Linked DNA regions of Mus musculus: regions 2 and 3 are each linked to region 1. The links are chromatin contacts, called in public HiChIP or PLAC-seq and promoter capture Hi-C maps. All regions are on one chromosome and are shown on one strand. Each heading gives the region's core, a stretch centred on a gene start, on an enhancer-like site or on the middle of the called end of the contact. The rest is flanking DNA. Distances are from core to core; before and after follow the strand shown. Region 1 holds the start of Adam15 (a disintegrin and metallopeptidase domain 15 (metargidin)). Region 2 overlaps She (src homology 2 domain-containing transforming protein E). Region 3 overlaps Chrnb2 (cholinergic receptor, nicotinic, beta polypeptide 2 (neuronal)).

What was found. Promoter capture Hi-C pulls out the DNA fragments that hold promoters and counts their contacts. HiChIP or PLAC-seq counts read pairs in DNA pulled down with a chosen protein or histone mark.
Region 2: a contact with region 1 is called in a promoter capture Hi-C map of hippocampal neurons, with 4 times the contacts expected there. The contact joins the enhancer-like site here to the promoter of Adam15 in region 1. A contact is called at or near these places in 5 of 39 promoter capture datasets (the 3T3-L1 cell line, frontonasal cranial neural crest, hippocampal neurons and 2 more), 15 of 484 Hi-C or Micro-C datasets (the Ba/F3 cell line, the G1E-ER4 cell line, the N1E-115 cell line and 10 more), 12 of 115 datasets of contacts at active chromatin or transcription factors (craniofacial prominence, embryonic basal ganglia, embryonic forebrain and 7 more) and 3 of 9 other capture datasets (adipose tissue, embryonic stem cells and liver).
Region 3: an H3K4me3 HiChIP or PLAC-seq map of forebrain shows a contact between it and region 1, with 7 times the contacts expected there. The contact joins the enhancer-like site here to the promoter of Adam15 in region 1. A contact is called at or near these places in 4 of 39 promoter capture datasets (liver, maxillary cranial neural crest, neural stem cells and 1 more), 1 of 15 datasets of contacts at CTCF or cohesin (large pre-B cells), 7 of 484 Hi-C or Micro-C datasets (the G1E-ER4 cell line, the N1E-115 cell line, cardiomyocytes and 4 more), 10 of 115 datasets of contacts at active chromatin or transcription factors (bone marrow-derived macrophages, craniofacial prominence, embryonic basal ganglia and 7 more) and 2 of 9 other capture datasets (embryonic stem cells and liver).

The regions. Positions count from the first base shown.
Region 1 is chr3:89,347,901-89,352,972 of GRCm38.p6, reverse strand. Adam15 (a disintegrin and metallopeptidase domain 15 (metargidin)) reads left to right here and starts at 2,945. Exons shown (of 23, transcript NM_001037722.3): 1 at 2,945-3,164; 2 at 4,346-4,455; 3 at 5,028-5,072. The coding sequence starts at 3,086. It overlaps Dcst1 (DC-STAMP domain containing 1), which reads left to right. Exons shown (of 16, transcript NM_029974.2): 14 at 128-270; 15 at 393-506; 16 at 2,459-2,754. The coding sequence ends at 2,710. It also overlaps a transcript of Dcst2 not described here.
Region 2 is chr3:89,856,406-89,861,477 of GRCm38.p6, reverse strand. She (src homology 2 domain-containing transforming protein E) reads right to left here. Exons shown (of 6, transcript NM_172530.3): 6 at 2,632-5,072. Among named protein-coding and RNA genes, the nearest start is that of Gm46811, 13 kb to the left of the region's middle. Within about 2 kb of position 2,352, at least 45 of the 459 cell types and tissues checked have an H3K27ac peak or open chromatin away from gene starts, as enhancers often do. A contact at or near this core is called in cerebral cortex, cortical neurons, hippocampal neurons and 1 more, where this site is marked.
Region 3 is chr3:89,757,613-89,762,684 of GRCm38.p6, reverse strand. It overlaps Chrnb2 (cholinergic receptor, nicotinic, beta polypeptide 2 (neuronal)), which reads left to right. Exons shown (of 6, transcript NM_009602.4): 4 at 177-286; 5 at 1,044-2,013. Among named protein-coding and RNA genes, the nearest start is that of Chrnb2, 4.5 kb to the left of the region's middle. Within about 2 kb of position 2,879, at least 11 of the 459 cell types and tissues checked have an H3K27ac peak or open chromatin away from gene starts, as enhancers often do.

The DNA of each region.
Region 1 (5,072 bases), core at 1,696-4,195:
GATGGAGAAGAGGCAGGGGAGTCAAACTGGAAGTCCACCCTGTACCTCCAGGGTAGGGAGATCAACTTAAGGCTGCCCTCAGCTGGTACTGACCAGATTGCTAATGGTCGTCTGCCTTCTCCCCCAGCCTGCCTGCCCCAACCCATTAGCCTGAATGCCAGGGATTACTTCAAGGCCTCACTGCCAACCCTCCTGCTTGTGTGTCTCTGCCTAGCTCAGGCCTTTGGCTACCGACTCCGGAGAGTCATCGCAGCCTTCTATTTCCCCAAGGTGAACCGGCAGACAGCTCTACCCCTGAGCATGCAATCGCACAACTCCCCACTACCCTACAGTGTCCTCCCCTGCTCTAATCACTATCGCTGGCTCCTCTTGCTTCCCACCCAACCCCTCAGCGAGAGAAGAAGCGGGCTCTGTTCTTCTACAATGAGTTCCTGAAGAAGAGATCAGCTTTCACTAAACTGAGGAGGGCCGCCATTGTTCGGAGGGCAAATCAGCAGAAGGCTCCAGTAAGTCCAGTCTCTAGCAAGCCTGCCAGCTCTCCACAGGGTCTGCAGACTCTCCGAGAAGGGACACCCTTTTCAGGACACCCAGCACCCTCAGTGTCCCAGGCCCAGTGGAGCTGAGTGGGTCTGGCAGATACAGGGTAGGTCAGGGCTGCATCTGTCTTTGAAACTCAATACTCAACCCAGCTGCAGACATACATGGGACTTTAGGAAGTGGCAGAAAGGAGATGTGAGATTGGGTGGTCTGTTTGTAGGGCAGCAATGACCCCATAAGAAAGAGCACACAGACAAGCCCAAGGTGGTTCTGGGAAATGGAGAGGAGGCAGGTGGCCAGGGGTCAGTGGGACTTCAGGAGGGAACATGCAGTCTTTGGAAGACACAGAACCGGAACTGCGGTTGAGTCCACACATCCTGAAGCTGAAGGAGCCAGGGGTCCTCACTGTATCTTTTTCCCCCTTGGAAGAACAGAGTGTAGACAGGTCTGTGAGGCCATTCTGCAGAGTTGGAAGAGTGGTATGGTGGTTGGCTGCCAGAGAAGACTTGGTTTGAGTCCAGCTTCATCCCTGCCATGGTATGGCAGCTGTGTGACCCTACTCAACTGCCAGGTCTTGCTTTCTCTTCTCTGTAAGATGGTGTTAACCAATTCATTTGTTCAGTTGTTACAATGCCTGGGTTTTACTTCATTGATGCTGGTACACACACAGACACACACACACACACACACACACACCACCAAGCCTGATGACCCGAGTTCCATCCTCCTGGTAGAAGGAGAGGACTCCCCACAAGCTGTCCCCTGACTGCCACACATACCCCACGGCACACATGAACATCAGCAGGCTGGGATCCCTTGACCTGGTCCTGAAGTAGACTGAACTCGAATGGCTAGATGAAATAGGGGGGTATGTGTTCTAAGCTGAAGGAACAGTGTGTGAAAAAAAAACAAACTCAGAGATCAAAGTGGATGCCAAGGTCAAAGGGCAAGCTAAGGGAAATGCAAAGTGTGGCAGGAGCCAAGGAGGCAGAGCAAGGCTGGGAAGAAACAGACCTCTGAGCGCTCGAAGGGCAAGCCCAGCTCTGCTCTTAAGAATTCCTGGCAACTGTATGAAGAGGGTATTCGGAAAGTGAGACTGTGGAATGGCCACAAAGCTTGGGACTTGGTTCCTGCCAGGTTTGACTCAGATCTGACTTAGGAAAGTTACACCATCTTTCTGAGATTTTTTTTGGGGGGGGGTTGAGTTTTTTGTTTGTTTGTTTGTTTTTCGAGACAGGGTTTCTCTGTGTAGCCCTGGCTGTCCTGGAACTCACTCTGTAGACCAGGCTGGCCTCAAACTCAGAAATCCACCTGCCTCTGCCTCCCAAGTACTGGGATTAAAGGTGTGCACCACCACCACCCGGAGAGATTTTTTAAAAAAGACTTAATTAAAATTTGCACTTATTTAATGTGTATGGGTGTTTTGCCTATGCATATGTCTGTGTCCTCATGGGTGGCTGGTGTCCAGGGAGGCCAGAAGATCATCCAGTTCCCTGGAACTCAAGTGACAGGCAGTTGTTAGCTATGTGGGTGCTGGGATTCAAACCTGGGTCCTCTGGAAGAGCAGTCAGGGTTCTTAACCACGGAACCATCTCTCCAGCCCAGTAAGGTGTAAATTGTGCCCTCCTCCCTTCTAAGCCTAAGTACCAAATTAAGCCGCTCCACAGGTGTACAGAATTGTTGTGGGTCATCCTTGGGAGTAAGTTTGGGCACGCCAGGCTCCGCAGCCCATCATGGAGAAGAAGACTCTTTCGATTTATCTCAATATCGCCCTCGAGGGCTCTTCTTGTCTACCCCAGCTTCCTCCAATATAGCATTGTCAGGCCTTGGGACTTCATACATTAAGAGCTGCCCAGTGCCCCTGACAACCCTTTCTGCTCAGCCCACTTGGCATTAACCAATCCACCTCATCTTCCAACAGCCCCACTACCTGGTGGAGGCTCTGTATCGCCGGTGCCCTCTCCTGCACCGCTTCATGCGTCAGCGCTGTGTGGTGTGCCAGGCAATGGAGACGCCGGATTCCTACGTGTGCCCCACACCAGACTGCAAGGCCCTGTACTGCCGGTCGTGCTGGGACGACATGCAACGGCTCTGCCCGGTGTGCACGCCCCGCGAAGAGCTCTCGTCATCCGCCCACAGCGACAGCAACGACGACGCTGTGTATGGCGATTGAAGGGATGCTGCCCGCCTTCTTGCTTAATAAAGTGTGATGCACGCTCCTGCGGCTGGTGCTTCGCAGGCATCCGGGATTGGGTGAGCCGGAAGAACTGGCCCGCACAATCTCCACGAAGCCGGGCTACAGACGGGAGGCAGGATGGAGGGAAGGCGCGAGTCTTGTGGTGTCCAAACCCATCCCGGTAGCTGCCGGAAAGAGGCTGCGCTGAGCGGCAGGGGCGGAGCCTCAGACGGGGCGGGGCGGAGCCTCAGACGGGGCGGGGCGGGGCCTAGTTGCTGCGCTGCACCGAGCTGGTGTCCGGCGGGGCCGTGGCTGCTCCTCCACGCGTAGCCCCGCACCTGCTGCCCCAGTCCAGCCCGGAGCTCCGCGGCCATGCGGCTGGCGCTGCTCTGGGCTCTGGGACTCCTGGGCGCGGGCAGCCCTCGGCCCTCCCCGCCGCTGCCAAATATAGGTGAGTTCCCAGGACAGTGGGTCGAGGGGATGATTTGGAAAGAGGTACAAGGAAACCCGGAGGCAATGGGGTGTTGGGGTCTGCCGGAGCCTAACCAGAGGGCAGCCTGCGTGATCTGCGGACCAAAGCCTAGGGCCAGGTAATTTGGAGAACGAAAGGAAGAGGAGGATGGGGAGGAGGAGGAGGAGGAAGAGGAGGAGGGAGGATGGCGTCCTCTGTCCTGAAGTCCCGAGTTATCCCTGCAGACACTTTTGAGTCTCAGGCACTGAAGAGCGTGCGCGGGGGGTGGGGGTGGGGCGCTCAGATCATGGAAAGAGTCACTCCTTAGGACTGACGTCTTCGTCTCTCTAGTGCCTAGCTGACAGTTCTACTCAATGAAGTGCCCGGACTAGCTAGTGGGGTTTTAGTGAAAAGGATTATTTTCAGCCGTTCATTCCAGACCTGGGCGGCCAGCACCGCTCACTCGGGTGCGGTTGCCACCAGAAGCCTGGCGGAGCGGGAGGGGCCCGGAGGAGCCAGGGGAGGGAGCTTTCGCCAGGAAAGAGACTGGGACACCAACTCCTCCTTGGAACTTTCACTTCCCGCTGCTGTCTTGGGCTGGGGGCCGAGAGGGTAGGCGGGGGTGGAGTGTCCGGAGAGGAGAGGGCCATTGTTGGGGGGTGCTGGCGGAGGAAGCGGAGGCTGTTGGGAACGGGTGCGCCTGACTGGGCATCAAGGCTGTTTAGGGAGGTCAGAGTGTTTGCACTGCTCACCCAAAGATGGGTGTTCCCGGCAGGCATCTCTACTGTGAGGGAAAAGGAAGGGCAAGTGGGCACTAGGCCACAGACTTCTCTTAGACCTAAGAAAGGGCATTCCTGATTGGGTGGGGAGTGTGATTGGGAAGGGATGGGAACAAGGGAGGGCCCCCGTGAAAATCTTGGGATTGGCCAAAGGGAAGGCAAGGAGGAGCTGCAAGCTGGATACTCTGAACTTTGGGGACTTATGGGTGAAATCCGTAAGTTGGGGAAAAAAAAACCCCTCCTTCCCATATCCTCCTTTAAATCCTGGCACACACTGCAGGACCGCTTAAGTCACTGATATAGCCTTCTGTGCTGAGGGTCGGTGGGTCTGAGGACACTAGTGATTCCAGCCTTGCTAGGGATTTCCTCAGCAATCTCTTAGGATGTTCTGGGACCCTGCAGGAGGCACTGAGGAAGAGCAGCAAGCCAGCCCAGAGAGGACGCTGAGTGGATCCATGGAGAGCCGGGTTGTTCAGGACAGCCCCCCAATGAGCCTAGCAGACGTGCTTCAGGTGAGGGACAGCCTGCTAATAAGATTTTCTCTTTCCTCGCACTCCACAGTATTAATCATCTTGAGGGTAACAGGTCCATCCGGGTCCTGCTCCTTTCCTTCAAGCCCCCGGCTACACTCAGCTCCATCCCCTCTGCACATACGTGTCTGCCTCGGCCTCAGCCTGTCTGTCCATCACGTACACTGGGAGAGTTCTGACACTAAGCCTCCTCCTTTCCACTCACACTGTTCTTTTTTTCAGTAAGGGAGAGATTTGGAAAGGGACAGACAGACAGATACACACTTTCTGAAGCTGAGTCAGAGGAAGGGCTGGGGCCTGTGCTGGGTCCTTCATGATGCTTCCTCTCTGGGCAGGAAGCCGAGAAGGGGTGGCTCAGATACCTTCCTTGACCTCCCCACATAAGCCCCTAGAACAATGCCCAGGCCAGGCAGGGTTTCCTGGACCCTCCCATGGGATCCCCCAACCAGTGACCTAATCACTGGTACTCTCCTGAGAGCCTGAGGTTTTCTGATTTTATAGGATAGAAGTTGTGGGCAGGGATAGGGGAGGTGACATGCCTCTGGTGTCCACAGACTGGTTTACCTGAGGCCCTGAGGATTTCCTTGGAGCTGGACAGT
Region 2 (5,072 bases), core at 1,103-3,602, 510 kb before region 1:
AATGTAATTATTTCGAATCTGTTGTCCTATTCCTTTGTACACACGTATCAGAAGGCAAAGTGAGTCATTGAAAAGCCACGGAGGAAGCATTGTGAGTGAATGGTGAGCTCACTGTGACTCACAGTGTGGGGAAAGAAACTGGAACTGACCCTCCAGCCTCAGAGCAGAGCTCCTCAGAGCTTCAGCAGTCTGCCGGATTTCACAACCATCTGGGCCCAGGGGGTGTAGAAGGGGGAGGGGCTCCTGGGATAGGGGAAAGGCTGCCAGGAGGCCACCTGCCAGCCTCAGCCTAGCTTTGTCCTGGAGGGAGAGTCCTCCCTGTGTCTGTTTCCTTTGCCCCAAGTCCACTGGGATGCAGTCCAGAGGTGTGGCTGAACACAGAGGGCCAGTGCCTAGTTTCACATTGATGGGTAAAAGTAGGGGCTGCTTCTTCTCTTTCTAAACCGGCCATTCTTTCTCTGGATCTGGCTGCCGCAGGGGCATGCTCTCTAGCCTTTGGTCCAGGTTTCCTGGAGAGCTCAGACCTCCAGGGCTCTGGGGGAGAACTCTGCTCAGCACTGCAAACCTATACGTCCTGTTGGCCTGATATATTTCCATTGTTGGAGAGTAGAGTGGTGTGGGCTAGAGAGATGGCTCAGCTGCTAAAGGCTAGGCTCACAACCAAAATATAAGGGAGTAGAGGTGTGTTTTCAAAACTCAGTATTTATTCTGATTTTAGTGTATGAGTGCTTGCTTGAATGTATGACCACAGAGCCCATAGAGGTGTGGCTCCTGTGGAACTGCTGTGAGCCACATACGTGCTGGGAAGGGAAGTCTGCCCAAGCAGCCGTGCTCTAAGCCTGAGCATCCCCTGGACCTCACCTTACTGACCCTGTTCTGCAGACATGAAGGGTTCTGCAGGTGGAGTAGATGACCTGGAAGGGAAAGTAGAGGTGTGGCTTGGCATGGTGGCACACACTGGCTATCCCAGGACTAGGATGGTAGAGGCAGGGGGACCTTAAGTTTGTAGAGGCTTGGACTACATTAAAAAACAAAAACCAAATAAACACCACCACCACCCTGTCTCAACACCAACACTGACAAGCAAACACCTGGATTTGAGGCAGACCTGGTCTGCCCGTTGCTTCCCATGTGACTAACCCAGGACACATTGATCAGCTGAGCATTGAGATCCTTATTTGAAAAAGGAGGCTCCTTACACCTTCGCCCCTTCACAGTGCAGGAATCCAACACTCAGGACCTGAACCTGGGCTCTTACAAATATGTTCAGTCTGAATTCTAAAAAAGCATTACTCTGACTCCCCAGATGGGGCAGAAGGAGCATTGCTGCATGTAAACATCCTCTTTCCTTACACACGAATTCAGAAAACTGATAGGTACTTACAGCACCTGGTGGCAAATCGTAGCTATGCTCAGTAAGACCAGATGCTAGATGGCTCAGTGGTGAAGAGGACCAACTCCACTCCCAGTACCACATCTGGGGATCCAGAACCCTCTCCTTCATCTGCAGACACTGCACACATCCACACAAATAAAAATAACCAGGGCTGGAGAGAGGCTCACCAGTTAAGGGCACATACACGTCCATGTGCTAACTACTGCTTGTAGCCCTTGCTCCAAGGGACTGGATGCCTCTGGTCTCTGCAGAAAGGTGCACATACCAACCACCCCTCTTCACATCACTAAAAATTGGAAAAAAAGCCGGGAGTGCTGGAGGCACTTTAACCCCAACTGTGGAGAGGCAGAGACGGGGGTAACTCTGAGTTCATGGCCAGCCTGGTCTAAAAGCAAGTTCCAGGACAACAGTTATATAAGTAAAATTCATACACATACATACATTCACACACACAGAAACATACATACACAATCATACATACATATACTCACAGACACATACATATACACACAGGCACACACACATAAACATATATTCACACACTCACCCACATATATACACATTAATACACATATATACAAACTCACATATATACATACACATACATACACTCACACATAGACACACATACACACATATACACACACACAGACACTCACACACACATACACACATACATACAAAAACACACACTCATACTCACAAACACACACACACAGACACATACAGACACATACACATACACACACACCTACACATATACACTAATACACACATACACACACACACATACACTCTCTCACACCCATTCACATGAATCTAATTGTGATGCTCAAAGGAGGAGAACAAAGGACATGCTGGGGAAGACTAAGCCACAGAGGAGAACCACACTGCTCTGTATTCTCCAGGGATACAGAGTGGCAGGGCTGTAGAGGGAGAAGTGAGGGGGAGGCTCAGCTGCTGGCTGTTCGTTGCGTTGGAACACTCTGGCATCAGCAGTTTCACAGAACACTCCAGTAGGTGTCTGCACAGGAAGTACTTTTCATGAAGGGAGGCGATTGTCAGGATGAATGGGACCAATTCACTGAGCGGGGTACAGCTCAGTGGCAAAACCCTGGCACATGCAACCCAGCTCCACAACACAACAAAACCAGCAGACAGACCCACGACCGACGGACAGACTGATGGACCGACCAACCAACCAACCAAAACAGCAACTAACTGAACAAAGCAAATGACTGTTTTCCTGGCAAAGCATTTATTGAAAGTAACACTTCAGGGTAAACCATCTTCCGGAAGGCACACAGCTACGCTGACCGGTGAAGAGAGCCAACAATTTATAAGATTCCATTATAATAACAATTGCCAAGGCACCTGCATTACAACCTTTTAAATATTTTAAAAAGTTAAAATGACGTATCAGTTGATATTTTAAATGTAAAATCCTCCTGACAGCATTTGGAACAGCTAAGAGCTTAACAGAATGATTCCTGCCTCAATGATCTGTTGACAGAGCAGTCTTCAAAAATAGAATTAAAATTGTGAACAACATGACCCAGCCTAGGTCCAGGGGAAGACTAGGAGTCAAAACACCCTTTCTACAGTAAAGGGCACATTTCAAGATGGCAACTGCTGTGTCATCGTTTATTTTGATTTATGGACTGTATCAAAAATCCTTGAGACAAACTACCCTAAATGCACCCTTGTTTCTCAACTGCAGTTTTTTTCTTGTCCCAGTAGATGGCAGTAGAACACCATCTTTCATTGCATAGGGTCCATGAAGCCGGGAAGCTAAATTACAGGGAAGGCTCTTACAGGTCAAGTTTCTTCAAGGCCAAGTTAGTGGGATGTAGGTGGCAAAGAGAAGACAAAAGATTGATCCCAAGGGAGTTTACGGTTAAATGGGTGCTGGCTACAGAAGACAGAAAGACGACCAATGGCTGTCTGGTCCCAGGAAGGGAGCAATGAAATCCTAAGTTTCAGAAGCATGTACAGGGGGCATGAATCTAGATGCACTGGCTTCTTGACTGAGGCCAGGAAAAATAAGTCATTAGCTCCTAACGAAAATGTTAACAGACTCATCTAGTAAGCAAAGAATGACTTACAGTTGTTCTTGAATTAAACATTAAGACCTATCCAACAGGGGCAACACTGGTAAATAATCTAAACACCAAACAAGGACTATTAAGGTAGGACCTGTGTTGAGAAGAGCCAGCTTTCCCTACTGGTTCTCTGCCCAGCTCCCCTTCCTGTGGCAGAGACCAGTGACTGAACTCCAGCACCACAGACGCAGACTCTAAACGGCCAACAATACAGGCTGTTCTTACAGATGCCTATTAAAGCATTCTCAGTAACCGGAAGGGACACCTGTTTCTTTACCACCACTTGCTTTTGTGCATACTCACTAGACTTCCTCCATTGTTTCTATTCCTTCATTCAGGTTTTTAAAAAGTTTATGTGCATGAATGTTTTGCTTGTATGTGTACCATGTTCCTGCCCAGTACCCTCAGAAGCCAGAAGAGGGCGCCAGATCCCCTAGACCTGGACAGCATGTGGATACTGGAACTAACCAGGGTCTTCTACAAGTGCAGCATTTTCCACCTCTGAGCCATTTCTTTGGCCCAAGGTGTAACCCAAGAGTAACCTCTAATTCAACTCCTCCTGTCTCTGCCTCCTCAGCACATCCTACTGGCCAGCGCCCCCTCAGACAGTGATTAGAATACATCTGGACAGAATCTGCTATGCTATTACAGGAAGTAGAAATGCCCTTTGCCTTCCTGTATTCTTTTTGGAGACACCCTTGCTCTATTGCCAAGGTTAGTTTTGGACTCTTGGACCTCCTGGACAGCTGGATGGATTACAGATGCCTTCCGTTCTCAGGGGTCCCTGTCTAAGTCCATACTCTGGAACAAAGAAAGCAGTTTTTTTACAAATAAGTTTTGCTAAAGGAGAAAAAGTGGACAGCTCTCTAGATGCTATAGATGTTCACAGCATCTTGAGGGTTCACCAGAAGAAACACCCCCCCCCCAGACAGAATCAATTCAAAGGAATAAAGATAACAAGAAAATACCTTTATCAGGAAGAAAAGGACAAAAAGCTCAATCTTTTGGAGCTCGGAGGACAAGCCCCAGCTGGCAGGCTCACCAGTGAGTGGTTAGGACACCCTGCTGCGCTTAATTGTTTTTAGCACGGTAGGATAGGGTACTTTATGCTACCACCCAGCTGTGAGTCCCCTGGCTCCTGTCAGCTTGTGTCACAACCTAAGAAGAAAATAGCAGCTTTAACATCTCCCTCACTGGCCTTCCACTAGTCTACAGTATTTTTGCTTTTTATAGCCCCATGCCCTACCATGAAGACTGGACTATATATAAACTCTGTCTCCTCCACTTTCACTCATGTAAAGCAAATATGGAGGGAGCACGCTCAGGCGTGTGGCAGAGGCCAGGTGACACCGACCTGCCAGGCCGGTGTTCATCAGAGTCATGAGGCGTGTGCCCAAATCCTTCCCCACCCAGAAACATTTTATGATATTCTTACCATTAAAGACAACGGCTCCATTTGCTGAATAGGGAGGGCTAAGCAAAAAAATAAGGCTTCATGGCTAGAATGCTGAGCTAAACTAGGTTCAACACAGTGAACAATGCACAGATACAAGGTAATACATGATGACTGACAT
Region 3 (5,072 bases), core at 1,630-4,129, 410 kb before region 1:
CCCTGGCTTAGCTGTACAAATTAAATGAAGAAGTACCATCATGTGACCTATGTCTGGGCAGAGAAGTCACTGTGCAGAGAAGGCTAGCCATATGAGTTTTCCTTTGTCCCTTTCTTTGACTTTGGGCCCCTCTTGGGGCTAGAGGTTAGTGCTGTCTTGCTCTCCCCCTTTCCCAGGAGTGGGAAGATTATCGCCTCACATGGAAGCCTGAGGATTTCGACAATATGAAGAAAGTCCGACTCCCTTCTAAGCACATCTGGCTCCCAGATGTGGTTCTATACAACAAGTAGGTGACCCTGGAGTGATGAAGGTTAGGGAAGACCAGAGGAGTGCTTGGGAAGGGATGAGATCATGGTGGGTGGGAATACAAGATAAGCATGCTGTTGTGAGAGGGAGAGGGCTTTCCCTTAGCAGATGGCAGGCAGGCGTTATCCACAAAGACAGACCCAACTAGTGGGATGCAGTGTAGACAGTCATGGTGACTTGGACCTTGAACTGATCCTCCCAGCTACTTAGATTGCTGGGGTAAGAATATTAAAGACTGACAGTTCTCAGTGCCTAGCTTGATCAAAGAGTGAGAACTTCTGGAAGCCTGGGTGGCGACATAGAACTTATATGGTCCTAGTTTCACCTAGATTCTGTTCTGCTCCCCTCAATGAATCTTCTCCCCTGTAAGGCACAAAACTGTCAACTGATGGCTTTTGTCCACACCCTTTCATTCCTTGAGGCTCCTTGCCCTGGCCTCTCCAGCTCCCTCACCTGTTTACCCTCATGTGGACTATCAGCTTATATGATGTGGAACAAGTAGCAGATGTGTCCCCCCTGCCCCCAATCATTCTCTTCAACCACTGAATGGATTCACAAGCCTCCTGAACAGGAGGAGACCCATTCTTACCACCAACCTGTGAATATTCCCACCCCTATCTCCATTTCTGGGCAATCTCCATGTATTAGATGATCACTTCCAGCCAGGTCCTTCTTGCTGGGTTGATGAGTGGGATGCAGACTCTCAAGCCAGGCCTGACTGCCCCATTCCTTGACAGTGCTGACGGCATGTACGAAGTCTCCTTCTATTCCAATGCTGTGGTCTCCTATGATGGCAGCATCTTTTGGCTACCGCCTGCCATCTACAAGAGCGCATGCAAGATTGAGGTGAAGCACTTCCCATTTGACCAGCAGAACTGCACCATGAAGTTCCGCTCCTGGACCTACGACCGCACTGAGATTGACCTGGTGCTCAAAAGCGATGTGGCCAGCCTGGACGACTTCACACCTAGTGGGGAGTGGGACATCATCGCACTGCCAGGCCGACGCAACGAGAACCCAGACGACTCCACCTACGTGGACATCACCTACGACTTCATCATTCGTCGCAAACCGCTCTTCTACACCATCAACCTCATCATCCCCTGCGTACTCATCACCTCGCTGGCCATCCTGGTCTTCTACCTGCCCTCAGACTGTGGTGAAAAGATGACACTTTGTATTTCTGTGCTGCTGGCGCTCACGGTGTTCCTGCTGCTCATCTCCAAGATTGTGCCTCCCACCTCCCTCGACGTACCGCTGGTGGGAAAGTACCTCATGTTCACCATGGTGCTAGTCACCTTCTCCATCGTCACTAGCGTGTGTGTGCTCAATGTGCACCACCGTTCGCCTACCACGCACACCATGGCGCCCTGGGTCAAGGTGGTCTTCCTGGAGAAGCTGCCCACCCTCCTCTTCCTGCAGCAGCCACGCCACCGCTGTGCACGTCAACGCCTGCGCTTGCGAAGGCGCCAGCGGGAACGTGAGGGGGCAGGCACACTATTCTTCCGCGAAGGTCCTGCAGCTGACCCATGTACCTGCTTTGTCAATCCTGCATCAATGCAGGGCTTGGCTGGGGCTTTCCAGGCTGAGCCCGCTGCAGCCGGTCTGGGGCGCTCGATGGGCCCATGCAGCTGTGGCCTCCGGGAAGCTGTGGACGGTGTACGCTTCATTGCGGACCATATGCGAAGTGAAGATGATGACCAGAGTGTGAGTACCAAGGGTGAGATAGGCATGTCGGGAGCAGAAACCCCTGTGTGCGGGGAGTAGGTGTCACTTAGGGTCACAAAGCAAGGGTACAAGGGAGGGGCAACGTGATTGAGGACTCAGCAGGGTAGGCTTCCAGATTGGCTTGCCGGTGTTGGTGTCTGTACCAGATGACCTTGTAGCTCCCAGAGGACTAGTATTCAGGGTGAGATGTGTCAGCTAAGGCATCATTAGTGTGAGAGAGGTGACTAGGAACTTTAGGGCAGGGAGAAGTTCTTTTGGGCCCGAGGGTGTCACATGGACACTTCCAAGTTGTTAATGCGCTGCTGCTCTTAGTGCAAATGGAGATGAGTCCTTGCGGACCACAGAGCGGGCAACTGGGATGATGATGGACGGGGAAAGGAAAGTTTAGAGGTTCCATGGGGCTGGTCCCAGCAGAGAAAGCAAATAAAATCAATAGCCCGTTTCTACTGTCCTGGGCCTTGAAAAGAGTCTAATGAAATATTTATAGAAATGGGGTGGATAGAGGCCAGGGCTCTCCAGATGGTCTCACCCTCTTCTGCACCCCCAGCTTCTGGCCTTTCCTGCCGTCTCCCCAGAAGGAGATTCCTTGAGACTAAGCCAGGAGTTGAGGGAAGGTGCGATGGGTTAACATCCTGCCCCCCATTTTGGGTACCATCTGGCCTTCCCTGAGATCAGTGTTCAGGTACCTGACTGGTTCTAAGCCAAGGCTCAGTTGTTGCCATAGTGACCAGCAAGGTTTCCTCTGGGACTCTGCCATTCCAGCTGGGGAAGGATAAAGGGCAGGCACTGTGGTTTATGTTGGGAGCTGAGTTCAGACATCTTCTCCCTCCCTCCTCCCCCCGACTGCAGACAAGCATGGGAGAGGGAGAGAGGCTGAGACTGGAGATGAAGGAGCCAAGGCTAACTGGGTGCAGGGCTCAGCAGCCGCTGCATCTCTGGCCTCCACCTCCGCTGCAGTCCATCATGTAGCCTGCATTTCAAGTCAGGCGCTGAAGGTGCAGTGACCTACTTGGATGCCTCAGAGGCATCTAGACCTCAACACGCCCAAACCCAAGTGCGTGCTCTACACCCCCAACCTGGCCCTAACTTGCCCCTAGTTTCCCTGTCTTGCTGGAAATGGCATTCCCTGGGCTAAGCAGTTCACACTGAAACCTGGTGATGCCTTTGCTCTCTCTCCCTTAGTGCTCACCACTGATGTTTTCAGAAGTCCTGTCCTGGGAGCACCACCTCCAAGGTGATTCCCTGCTTTGTCCTTTTTCTGTCACTTTCATGCTAACACCCTGGTCCTTGAGCTCCTGTCAACTCTTGTGTGGACCAAGGGAGAATCTCCCAACTGCCTCCCTGTTCAGCTTCCTATGCGCAGTTAAATAACCCACACCCCCAGGCTGGTGACTTGCTCCCTTGCTTGGGTCACCAGCTTGTCACTCAGTTGTCTCTAGCAAGCCAAGCTCTTTCCTGCCCTCGAGCCTTTGCATCTGGGTCCCTCCACGAGAACAGTCTTTGTTTTAGTTATTCTTCTCATTGTTGTGACAAAATTCTCTTGAGGAAAGCAGATGTAGGGACTGCAGGCTTTGTTTGGCCTTGCAGTTTGAGATTACAGCCCAAGGCGGGGAAGGTGGTAGCAGGAGCCTGCAGGTCCTGTTTCAGTCTGGAAGCAGGGAGAGGGGAATTCTGAGATCAACAAACTTTTCCATTTCTCCTTCTGCCTGGGACCCTAGCCCATGCAATGAGTGCTGCCTGCCTCAATTAATCCAATCTAGAAAGATTCCCCATAGACGTTTGTTCCCATGATGATGCTAATCTCATCAAGCTGATGATATTACTCTTTCCTCACCCCCCCCCCCGCCCCCAAAACAAAACCAAAACCCTGTTACTGTTATTATTTGGCCCTGTTCTTTAAAAGTAATCATGTAACCTTGACTCCCAAACACTTGGATGTGTCTCTTCTTAAGACCAGAGATGCTCTCCTGGTGATACAGGGTGAGCATGTGAAAGGCCCCAAGTTCCAACTGCTATCAACAACCAAAGTAGCAATGAAGTGCCCGGCTTCAAAGACCCAATTCTGGAAACAGAACAGCATCAATACTTTTAGCACTGTACAGTGCACATTCAAGCTTTCCCGACTGTCTCAGTAGCATCCTTCCTAGGAGCATCATTAGACCTAGGAGCCCAAGGTGCATTGTGTTGCCAAGCCTCATTGCTTCACTTCCTTGGCTTTCTTTGCCTTTCTTGGGACAGTTTAAAGGGGCAGGGCTGGGATGCTGTTCTGCTGGGTTTGCCTGACCATGACTTCAGTGTGGATCTGGAACAGGGCTTCCTTCCTACCCAGCAGAGCTTGCTGTAAGCGTCATCTCCTAGAAGAGGCTTTTCCAGGCCCATCCCATCTTCCTTCTGTTTCTCCATCCTAGTCTTCCATCCCCTCTCACTGTATGATCTCTGAGAGGTTTATTGTCTCTGTCTCCTTGAAGATACTCAAAACCATAGGGTTCTTCACTTGGTTGTGTCTCCGAGCCTTGCAGGATGCCAGGTCTGTGGCAGGCCCAACTGTGACTTCAGTGAGTGACTGTTTGGCTGCCAGCTACATGAATTGCACAGTTGCTGGCTCCCTATCTTGTGTCCTGTGATCTGGCTGGGGCCCAGATAAACACATACAAAAAGACAGGACTCAGTCTGGAAGAGAAGCTGGCTTTTCCTGTGACCCTGTAGATGGTTCTCAAACCCCACGGATATCATTACCTTTTGGACTGATGTTTTAACACTTGGGCACCACTTGCACCTTCTGGGTTCTGTGTAGGAGTGAGGTTGAGGTTGTGGGAGGGTGTCTCAAGCTATCATAAAAGCAGAGCCCCAGAGGCAGCACCTCTGAGTTACTGAGAGCCTTGTCCCGGATGCTGGCAGGGTCCCTCTCATGTTTGGTGGAAGGCCAGACATACAGATTGAAACAATATAGTATACTGAGTTAGCTAGTGCCAGGGACCAACCGGAGCAGGGAAGCCATTAATTGTTTGGTGAATAGACAATTAGGAAATTAGGGCTTT